3 separate regions of the Sus scrofa genome follow, and all the other regions are linked to region 1. Evidence: chromatin contacts called from public HiChIP or PLAC-seq data. All regions are on one chromosome and are shown on one strand. The core of a region is the stretch at or near the end of the contact, and the rest is flanking DNA. Distances in the headings are between cores, read along the strand shown.

Region 1 (2,733 bases), core at 109-2,608:
TCCGTTTACCACAGGTGTGGAACTACAAAGACAAAACAAAACAAAACAAAATACTCCATGGTTTGTAGCCTGAAAATTACAGAACCAGATCAAAGCTAGACCATTGTATCTTGGATTCAAGTTTTTGCCAAACACTACAGCTAGAAAGGATGGGGGGCTGATAATTGGGTCACAAAGACCGAAACAATGTAGATGAGAAAAATAATTTAGATGTTATGATATTTTTCCACTATCTCAGTGCATCCATTTACCTGCTCATATGAGAACAACCAGTAGTGCTGATGAAAGTATTAAAAGTACTTAAAAAAATAGGGGCTGGGGGAAATGGGTTACTCATATTTGATAAAAGTGGCCTGCTTAATAGCTAGAACACTTTAGAATTCTGTATTGAAAATAAGTGTTGTTGTTCAATTATGCTGTCATTTTCAATTCCCTGACAGTCTGCTAAGTTAAATGGCCCTCTGGGGACAGAGAAGACACACAATCTTCTAAGCATAAAAGTTAGCCATACGTAGGCAATAGCGTCATTGAACTAAAAAAATATCTTATAAGCTCCTTCAGGACCTTTGCCATAGGCACGAGAAATCTTCTGCTTCAAAAATAGAAATAAATCAAAACAAAGACACTCAAGGGCTCCACTCAGGTGATGATAAACATTATATCTTGATGATTGTATCCTATAGCCATCCACATGTAATTTTCACAGTTTTCCATATAGTTATGAAAGAGTTACTTCTCCACTTTTTAAAAATAGAGGAAGAAGCCCTTTCTAACTCTGGTCCCACAGAACACCTGTTGCAGATGCCACTGAGTCTTGAGCTTAGCTGTCTCGTCCTGCTCACAGGCTCGGCCGTCTTCCCCTTCTTTCTCATGCCAGCCAGTATCATATGTCAAAGACGAATGCATCAGTGCTGAAGTCAGAGAATCACATAACACCAGGGGAAACAAGGCCAGTCAGAGTGTCTCTACACTTTCAAAAAATAAAACTAAAGCAAAATGGCCAAAAGATACCCTCAAAATTTTGAATATTGTCATTGAAATTCAAGGTCTCAGATAGAAACTCTGAGGTCAGGTGGCAAGACTCTGCGTTTAAGTTCCATACTTTTCAGTCTATAATTTTTTTCAAAATCTAGTCATCTTGTAAAAACAGTATAGTCTCATGAGGAAAGGAAGTACATTTGAAATGTATTATGTTCTTATAACTACCAAGAGACCATCTGAACATAAAGTATAGAAACTTTTCCATCCAGTCTTTCCATCATCCAGTAAGTCACCAAGTCTTTGCCTCCAAGGTGCTTCTTAACCCTACCCCCTTCTTCCCGTTCTTATCCTACTGTCCTGGCTCAGGCTCATGGCAACACTCCAGAACTATTTCCAGAGATCCCTAATTCATCTCCCAGCTTGACACTGCATCCCACTGCAGCCTTCCTATGACTCCTTAGTCTTTCTCAAAACCTCAAACCAGTTGTAGGTCATCATTCAGATGCATAACATCCAGCAACGGTTTCCCAGCTCTTTCGGTATTAACCATGAGCCTCTTATCTCTGGCCATCCCTGCTCTCTTAAACTCCTTCTTACCTTCTGCCACTGCCATCAAGAACCCTTGCACTCCAAGTCTAATAATAGCAAATATTTAAATTGCTCTTACAATGAAATTTACAAAAAAATAACTCATTCATTTGCGTAACAGCTCTTAAAAGTAGATGTTCATATTATGCCCTTTCCATACTTGAGGGAACTGAGGCACAGAGAGTTTAAGTAATGGCCCAAAGTCGAACCCAGGCTGTCTGCCTCCAGAGTGGATGCTGCCACTTTCCAAACGGTGTCAAGGCTGCTTGCCTTTGTGTATGCATTCCTGGCACTCTCCTGCTTCATGTTATTGAGCTCTCCCTTGTCATCACTCAGAATTTGTTCAACGATTCAGAATTTCCTGACTCTTTTAGAAGGAACTATGCACCTCTCCTTGATTCTCTCATGCAGCCTGTCCCCACATTATTTATCTCATTTCATTTTAAGTGGACTATCTAGGCACACGTCTCTCTCCTGTACACTCATCCTTCGGTGGGCAAACTTAGTCTTATTCAGTTTGTATTCCCAGCTCAAAATATAAGAGAGAGAATGCAGTAGATATTCAGTAAATTTTGGTTAACTGAGTTAAGGAAAAATCGATCTTCTACACATCAACTTTTAATACTGTTGATGTAAAAAAAGAATACTGCAAAGAAATAATGTAATTTTAAATTGAAAAAGATATACCCTTGACCTGTAATTCATTAAAAAAAATGTATTCTGATGCTGTGTACAAAGAACTGCTAATTAATTATTTGATTAAATGGCCGAGCACTATTGACCAATAAAGTCTTATTAACTTCTCTAACATATTTAATGGAAAACCTGAAGAACTGATATATAGCAGTAAATGAATTGCAGGTTGGTACCTCAGACCATCACAAATTCCTTAAAATAATGGACCTCTTATCACTTAAGTTGAAGTAATTTCAAAGATGAAAGCAAGTGGTAGTAAAGAAGAAAACAGGATGGGGTTGTACTCTTGGTATAGGGAAATACAGCAAGTCATTATAATACATTAGTAATAGTGACATTTGTAGATTTCAGTTGACAGTCATTCATCCACTATTTAATCCTTTCCTTTCAACAGCCAAAATGAAAAGTCACTGCGTTTAAAATTACATTTTGTCATATCTCCGTACATTAAAGCTTTTAACAGGCTAA
Region 2 (2,733 bases), core at 147-2,646, 860 kb before region 1:
TGTGACCACATCGATGAGTTATTTCTCGCCAACTGTGCAGTTCATCCTTGCATGTATTACCCACGGATATTAAAATGATCTTCATCGTAGTCCTTGCTTTAATGTTTTTGACTATCACAATCATTATCATCCGAGGAGTCCCAGCAGCATTATTTAGAGATGTACACTAGAGGGTGGTGTTTTACCTGGACACTAGACTTATCAATGCATTGGCTTTGAGGAAGAATGAAAAAATGTCTCCAGGAAATGTTCCCCATGTTTAATGTTACATAATTCTCAGCACATATGCCCCATTAACAAAGTTGATAAACCCCAGGGGATGGAAGCGGAGACTGAGTCACTTGGCGGCCTTGCTATCCCATTTCTTCAACACGTTCCTGTAGGTGTTTGGTTTTCCTGAGCTCCACATGCAGAGTGTCACTTGAAAACCAACACTGATCACTGGGTGAGAATATATTTGACTCCAACTACAGGGAATTGGAAAGCAAGTGAGGCAACTAGTGAATGTGAGTAGAGCTATTAAACTCACCGCTTCGATTTTTAAATCCCCTGCATTGTTTACATATATTTCTATGGCTGACCCGAGAAGAACAGAAACCATCAGTACTGGAGGGAAAAGTTCTTTTCTGGCAGCTCCTGTTTCTGTGCTTAGCCCCCTCTGGTTTACATGTAGTTTAAAAAAAAAAAGTTTCCAATTTAGTGCAGCCCCTCTTTCATAATGTTTTGCATGAAATGATCAAAATGTTTCTAAAGGTACCCCTCCCCATAAAAATATTCATGTCAATGATAGGTTAATTTTTTTTTTTTTTTTTTGCTTCTAGGCTTTTATCTTTGTGTTTTTCTCAATTGATTCTTCTAATATTGGTAAAATCTGTGCTCAAATTATGAACTCTGTTGTAGTTTCTCAGGACAAAAGTCTAAATTTTCACTGACTTTTACTTGTGAAAAAATACCTCAAAGCAGGGAAAAAAATCTCAAATGTGTTTCTCTGAAATTTCCCTTCAAGAGAAATGTATTCTTCCTGCTCTGACCAGGGGAAATTTCCTTTTAACACAAGGAAGTCTTCATCTGACTTATATTCTTTATTATTCTTTACCACTATCTGATTCAGAAAGACTGCTGGAATCAAGATCTCCTAAAATAAATTTTAAAAGGGTAATTTCATATGACCGAATTAAAATTGAATTGACCAGTTCCTATTAAAGTTAAACCCTGTCCACTACTGCCAAACTCTCTATTGAAGTCTAGGTACACACTTTCCTTCTAATGTTCCTTAACATTTGGCTCTGCTGTTCCCATGCTCCCCTTTTTTCAGTGATACGATAACATTGCAATAATACTTAAACGCTGACACAACAGAAACCCTTGCCAGTTTGGCTCTCAACCTTGGCAAGCTTTTTGTTATAGTTGCAACCGGCTTACTCCTTGAGTTGTACAAAACTTTCAGAGCTCCTCTACAGCATGTCTTATAAAGAAGACTAAAAGGAAAAGTAAGAGAGATGCTAATTTTAGACAGAGAATAGTAAATAGGACAATAAATAAAAGCTCTGTTTTGGCACATTGGAACTTTCTTTTTTCCCCTTTGAAATGTGTGATTCCTTTTCCCAAATGTTGCACTAGATTTATTTTTAAAGGTGTCATCTATTTCCATTCCAGTGCTATGTCATCTATAATTTAAATTTATGAGATAAATCTTGAGGTTCACCAGTTGGAGCAGCTGGAGAATTCTAGCCACCTTGCCATTGAAAATGCAGATTTGCTGAAGGTTTTTGTGTCTGACAAGCCCCACTGAAAGCACCTCATTCCCTTTCCTGACAAGTATCCATCAACATGTAATATTTATTCTTCTGTTTTAGTTTCACTACAAATAATTGGCGGTCCCTCAGCAAGAAGACAGTTTCCTGCTGAGGCAGCACCACCTGTATAGCTTCGCCAAGCCGAGAACAAATGCTCTGAGAAGAAAGTTTTCCTAGAACTGATGGGTAAAATGAATGAGGGATATTTACTAAAAGGAGGAAAAACCAAATCTGCTCCTTTAGTTGCATCATCATTTTTAGTTCTCCAGTCTTCCTTTTATCACTGTCAGAATAGCAACTGAATGTTTATACATATATTTTATGGCTGATAAGTAAAATATTCTTGTTGGAGTTCCCTGGTTGCTCGATGGGTTGGAATTTGGCATTGTCACTGCTATGGCTTGGGTTGCTGTTGTAGCACTGTTCAATCCCTGGCCCTGGAGCTTCTCTGTGCCATGGGTACAGCCAGAAAAAAAGGAATAAAAATATTATTTTAACTTGTCTTCCACCACCCTTCTCTAGCATGTGCGTGCTTTCTCTCCCTTTCTCTCTCTCTCTCCCTTTCTCCCTCTCTCTCTATATATATGCATATTATATATAAACATGTATATACACACACACATATATCTGAGCATTTAACTTCACAATTATTATCTTATTGGACACAATCTATGGGTTTGCAGTGATTTACATTTTTAACGTCCAGCAAACATGGATATTATATACACAAAGGTAGCTAGTGTGAGTGATAGTGAATTAGATTGACCATGGCCTTCATATAATTGTCATGAGCTCTGGTTTTCTTGAAACTCTCAGACCTAAATCCCCCTTGTTAGGAAAGGAGATATTCTTAAAGAATTATATTTCTATGAAATGTGCATGGTTTTCCCTCAAGCAGAAAAATGTGGCAGGTAAATGAAAAAATAAACAAGTTGGT
Region 3 (2,733 bases), core at 124-2,623, 640 kb before region 1:
ACAACAGCAAACTGAACTTGTAAAGATTCCATCTTGAAATGACACCTGTTACTTATCCTCACATTTCATTAACCAAAGCAAGTCATAAGAACATAAATGTTTTTCATGTCATGAGGACAGGGAAATGCAATTTTACCATGTGACCAAAAGAAGAGATACTAGTGACCAATCACATGAAACAAACCAACCAGTGAGAAGGCTGAACGATTTTGTCCATTTCTATTGTTGTTTATAGTTCTGTGGAACCTATATTGATGAATGTGGTCACAATTAAGGTGTAATTTATCCTTTATAGTCTTGTTGTAGAAAACAAAAATAGCTCCCTACTTATTGAGATCCATTTCCCTTTCCTTTTTTCCATAAAAGACAAGCCACTGGAAAATTATTGGACTTGTAAAAACTTAACTTTACAATAAATAACATGGAGTCTAGTCCCTAAGTCTCATTGTACACAGTATAGCAGAGCTATGGGTTTTTGGTTTTTGTTTTGTTTTTTGTTTTTTTTTCCATTTATTTTGTATGTTCTTTCTTTCTCTGTTGAAAGTCAGGGCTCTTTGCTTTATATCCCAAAATGTCCTTGGATTGACATCGCCATTATGGCTCCAGTTGTTATTGCTGTGCTGTTGCCAAGGCAGCCAAAATATAGAGCTGGGTTCAAAGTAGTAACTGGGTGTGTAAGATGGTAGTCACTTCCACTCGCTCATGAATACAGCTGCTCTGAATGTGACAAATACCATTATCATCATGGGTCTTGTTACCTCAAACCACAAGGTGCTATCTGAACAAATGCTTGGTTTTAACTGTCAGATTCTTGGATGTGTCACATTTTTCTTTGGATCTTTGGGTTATTGTAACAGCTGTTTGTAAACATTGTAAAGCTCACAATAGATACAGAATGGGTAAGAATATTTTGACCCAAATGTCTGCCCTCTGAACCATTATAAGGAATGCAGCATGTCTGCTGACACTTAAAGCAGTAGATTTAAATAGCAACCAGGATCAACTTCCAGCTGAATAAGTCAATAGGCATTTTCAGTTTCTGACTCCATCTGGGTCAGTTTTCTTTCACTGGCTGGTCTGGGAAAATCCAAGGGTGTTCAGACTTTAAATGAAAAAAAGAGTAGCAAATAGGTATTACCAATAAGATTTTGTCTGGGCAGTGTTTTCTCTAAGAGTCTAATATATCCACTTCGATAGTTAAAGTTACTAGTGCTTGTTGAACAGCAATCTTTTTCTTTAGAAACAGGGACACGGGCAGCTTTAGAATTTGTCATGCTCTGATCTCTTTCATTCTGAAAATACCCCATGCTATTTTATGTAGTGGTAATGAGTTAGATATTTCTAGTGCTCGCCTGGGTAAGCAGTCATGAGGGCTGTTGTAATAAATAAATAGTAAGAGCACACTGCTCTGATAATAGCAACTTTCATTGAAGGATGTGAATGTGCCTTGCAAAAGAGTGATACAGAATCCTTAGAAAGGCTTTTATTAGCAGAAATGTAACACAATTTTAAATGGAGCAGTAAGGCAGAATGGAGAAATCATCTCTGACATTGTGTTTCTAGTATCAATTGTAATTTTGGACACCCTGGCTCTCAACCTAAGCAGTTAAGAAGCAAAGAAAAATTCCCAGACAGAAATGCACTTACAGCACATTGATTATAGGAAATCTTGACCTCGGGATTTCTAGATTTTGAAGATGCCACATATCTGCCAACAAATTGTATCAGACAGCCACCAGTGGAAGTATCCAACTGCTATATATAGTGGAAATTTTACTTAGGATTAAAAAAAATTCTTACATAATAGGCATCCTTTTGTTTACTCTTCACAGAATAATTAGATATATTATAGCTATGACCTACAAGAGTTAAAGAAGTTTTCTACCAAGCTTGCTTAAATACAGTAAAATATCTCTGTATATATACTTATACTACATATTTGCTTGTATTTATACATACAAAGGGCTATAACAATAGAGATATTTCATATATTTGTTTCTAGTCAGTAGCATTGGTGGTATGGTGGTGAGCATAGCTGCCTTCAATATATTTGTTTCTAAAATAAGAATTTTCTTAAAGAAAATTAATCTCTTCTTACTTAAAAAACATATTTAGCACATAATTAAAGTTAGGATTAAGTACATAACCACCAGGGTAAGGTAATTTAGGTACGTGCTGGATAACCAGACAAGTCAGGCTAAGATTTAAGTTCACTTTGGTTAATAGAGAACTGACTGAATGTGGGACATATGATTTCATTTTAAAGGTGCAGGGGAATCCTTTTAATGTTTTTTCATGTGATGTTTGGACAAACTGAAGTATGTTCTAAACACACACACACACACAAGGAGAATCTCAAACTGAAACTGGCAAGGTTGTATTCTGCCGTTTTTATATGGTGATGCTGTTTGTCAGGTAAGAGTCTATTTCTTTCTATTGCCCTCTGCATCTCTTTGTATTATTCTAGTCTGTCTTTCTAGATTTTAATCCTGCTCCAAAGTTCCTAGGAGCATAAGTTTAGTGCCTCTGAGAACGTAGGGATTTTATAAAGTGCCATTCCATAGATTTTACTTTTTATCTGTTGTTACAACTTTTCTAGACTGGAGTCCTAAAGTGCTTTGGACTATATAATGTCATGTGGATATCAGTATATTACTCATCCTATGTAACATGAAAGCAAATATCCATCCTATCAAGGGATTTGTTCACAGAATTTTCTGTAGAAATAATGTT

What was found. HiChIP or PLAC-seq counts read pairs in DNA pulled down with a chosen protein or histone mark.
Region 2: an H3K27ac HiChIP or PLAC-seq map of skeletal muscle shows a contact between it and region 1. The contact joins two enhancer-like sites. A contact is called at or near these places in 9 of 47 Hi-C or Micro-C datasets (embryonic fibroblasts, fetal heart ventricle, fetal liver and 4 more) and 1 of 2 datasets of contacts at active chromatin or transcription factors (skeletal muscle).
Region 3: a contact with region 1 is called in an H3K27ac HiChIP or PLAC-seq map of skeletal muscle, with 5 times the contacts expected there. The contact joins two enhancer-like sites. A contact is called at or near these places in 5 of 47 Hi-C or Micro-C datasets (embryonic fibroblasts, fetal skeletal muscle, psoas muscle and 1 more) and 1 of 2 datasets of contacts at active chromatin or transcription factors (skeletal muscle).

Annotation. Positions count from the first base shown.
Region 1 is chr2:96,148,441-96,151,173 of Sscrofa11.1, reverse strand. The region is part of intron 5 of MEF2C (myocyte enhancer factor 2C); the gene reads left to right. Among named protein-coding and RNA genes, the nearest start is that of MEF2C, 67 kb to the left of the region's middle. Within about 2 kb of position 1,358, at least 2 of the 83 cell types and tissues checked have an H3K27ac peak or open chromatin away from gene starts, as enhancers often do. A contact at or near this core is called in fetal skeletal muscle and skeletal muscle, where this site is marked.
Region 2 is chr2:97,009,189-97,011,921 of Sscrofa11.1, reverse strand. All of the region lies in intron 4 of LOC110259422 (a long non-coding RNA gene), which reads left to right. Among named protein-coding and RNA genes, the nearest start is that of CETN3, 580 kb to the left of the region's middle. Within about 2 kb of position 1,396, at least 2 of the 83 cell types and tissues checked have an H3K27ac peak or open chromatin away from gene starts, as enhancers often do. A contact at or near this core is called in fetal skeletal muscle and skeletal muscle, where this site is marked.
Region 3 is chr2:96,785,816-96,788,548 of Sscrofa11.1, reverse strand. No RefSeq gene overlaps it. Among named protein-coding and RNA genes, the nearest start is that of MEF2C, 570 kb to the right of the region's middle. Within about 2 kb of position 1,373, at least 10 of the 83 cell types and tissues checked have an H3K27ac peak or open chromatin away from gene starts, as enhancers often do. A contact at or near this core is called in fetal skeletal muscle and skeletal muscle, where this site is marked.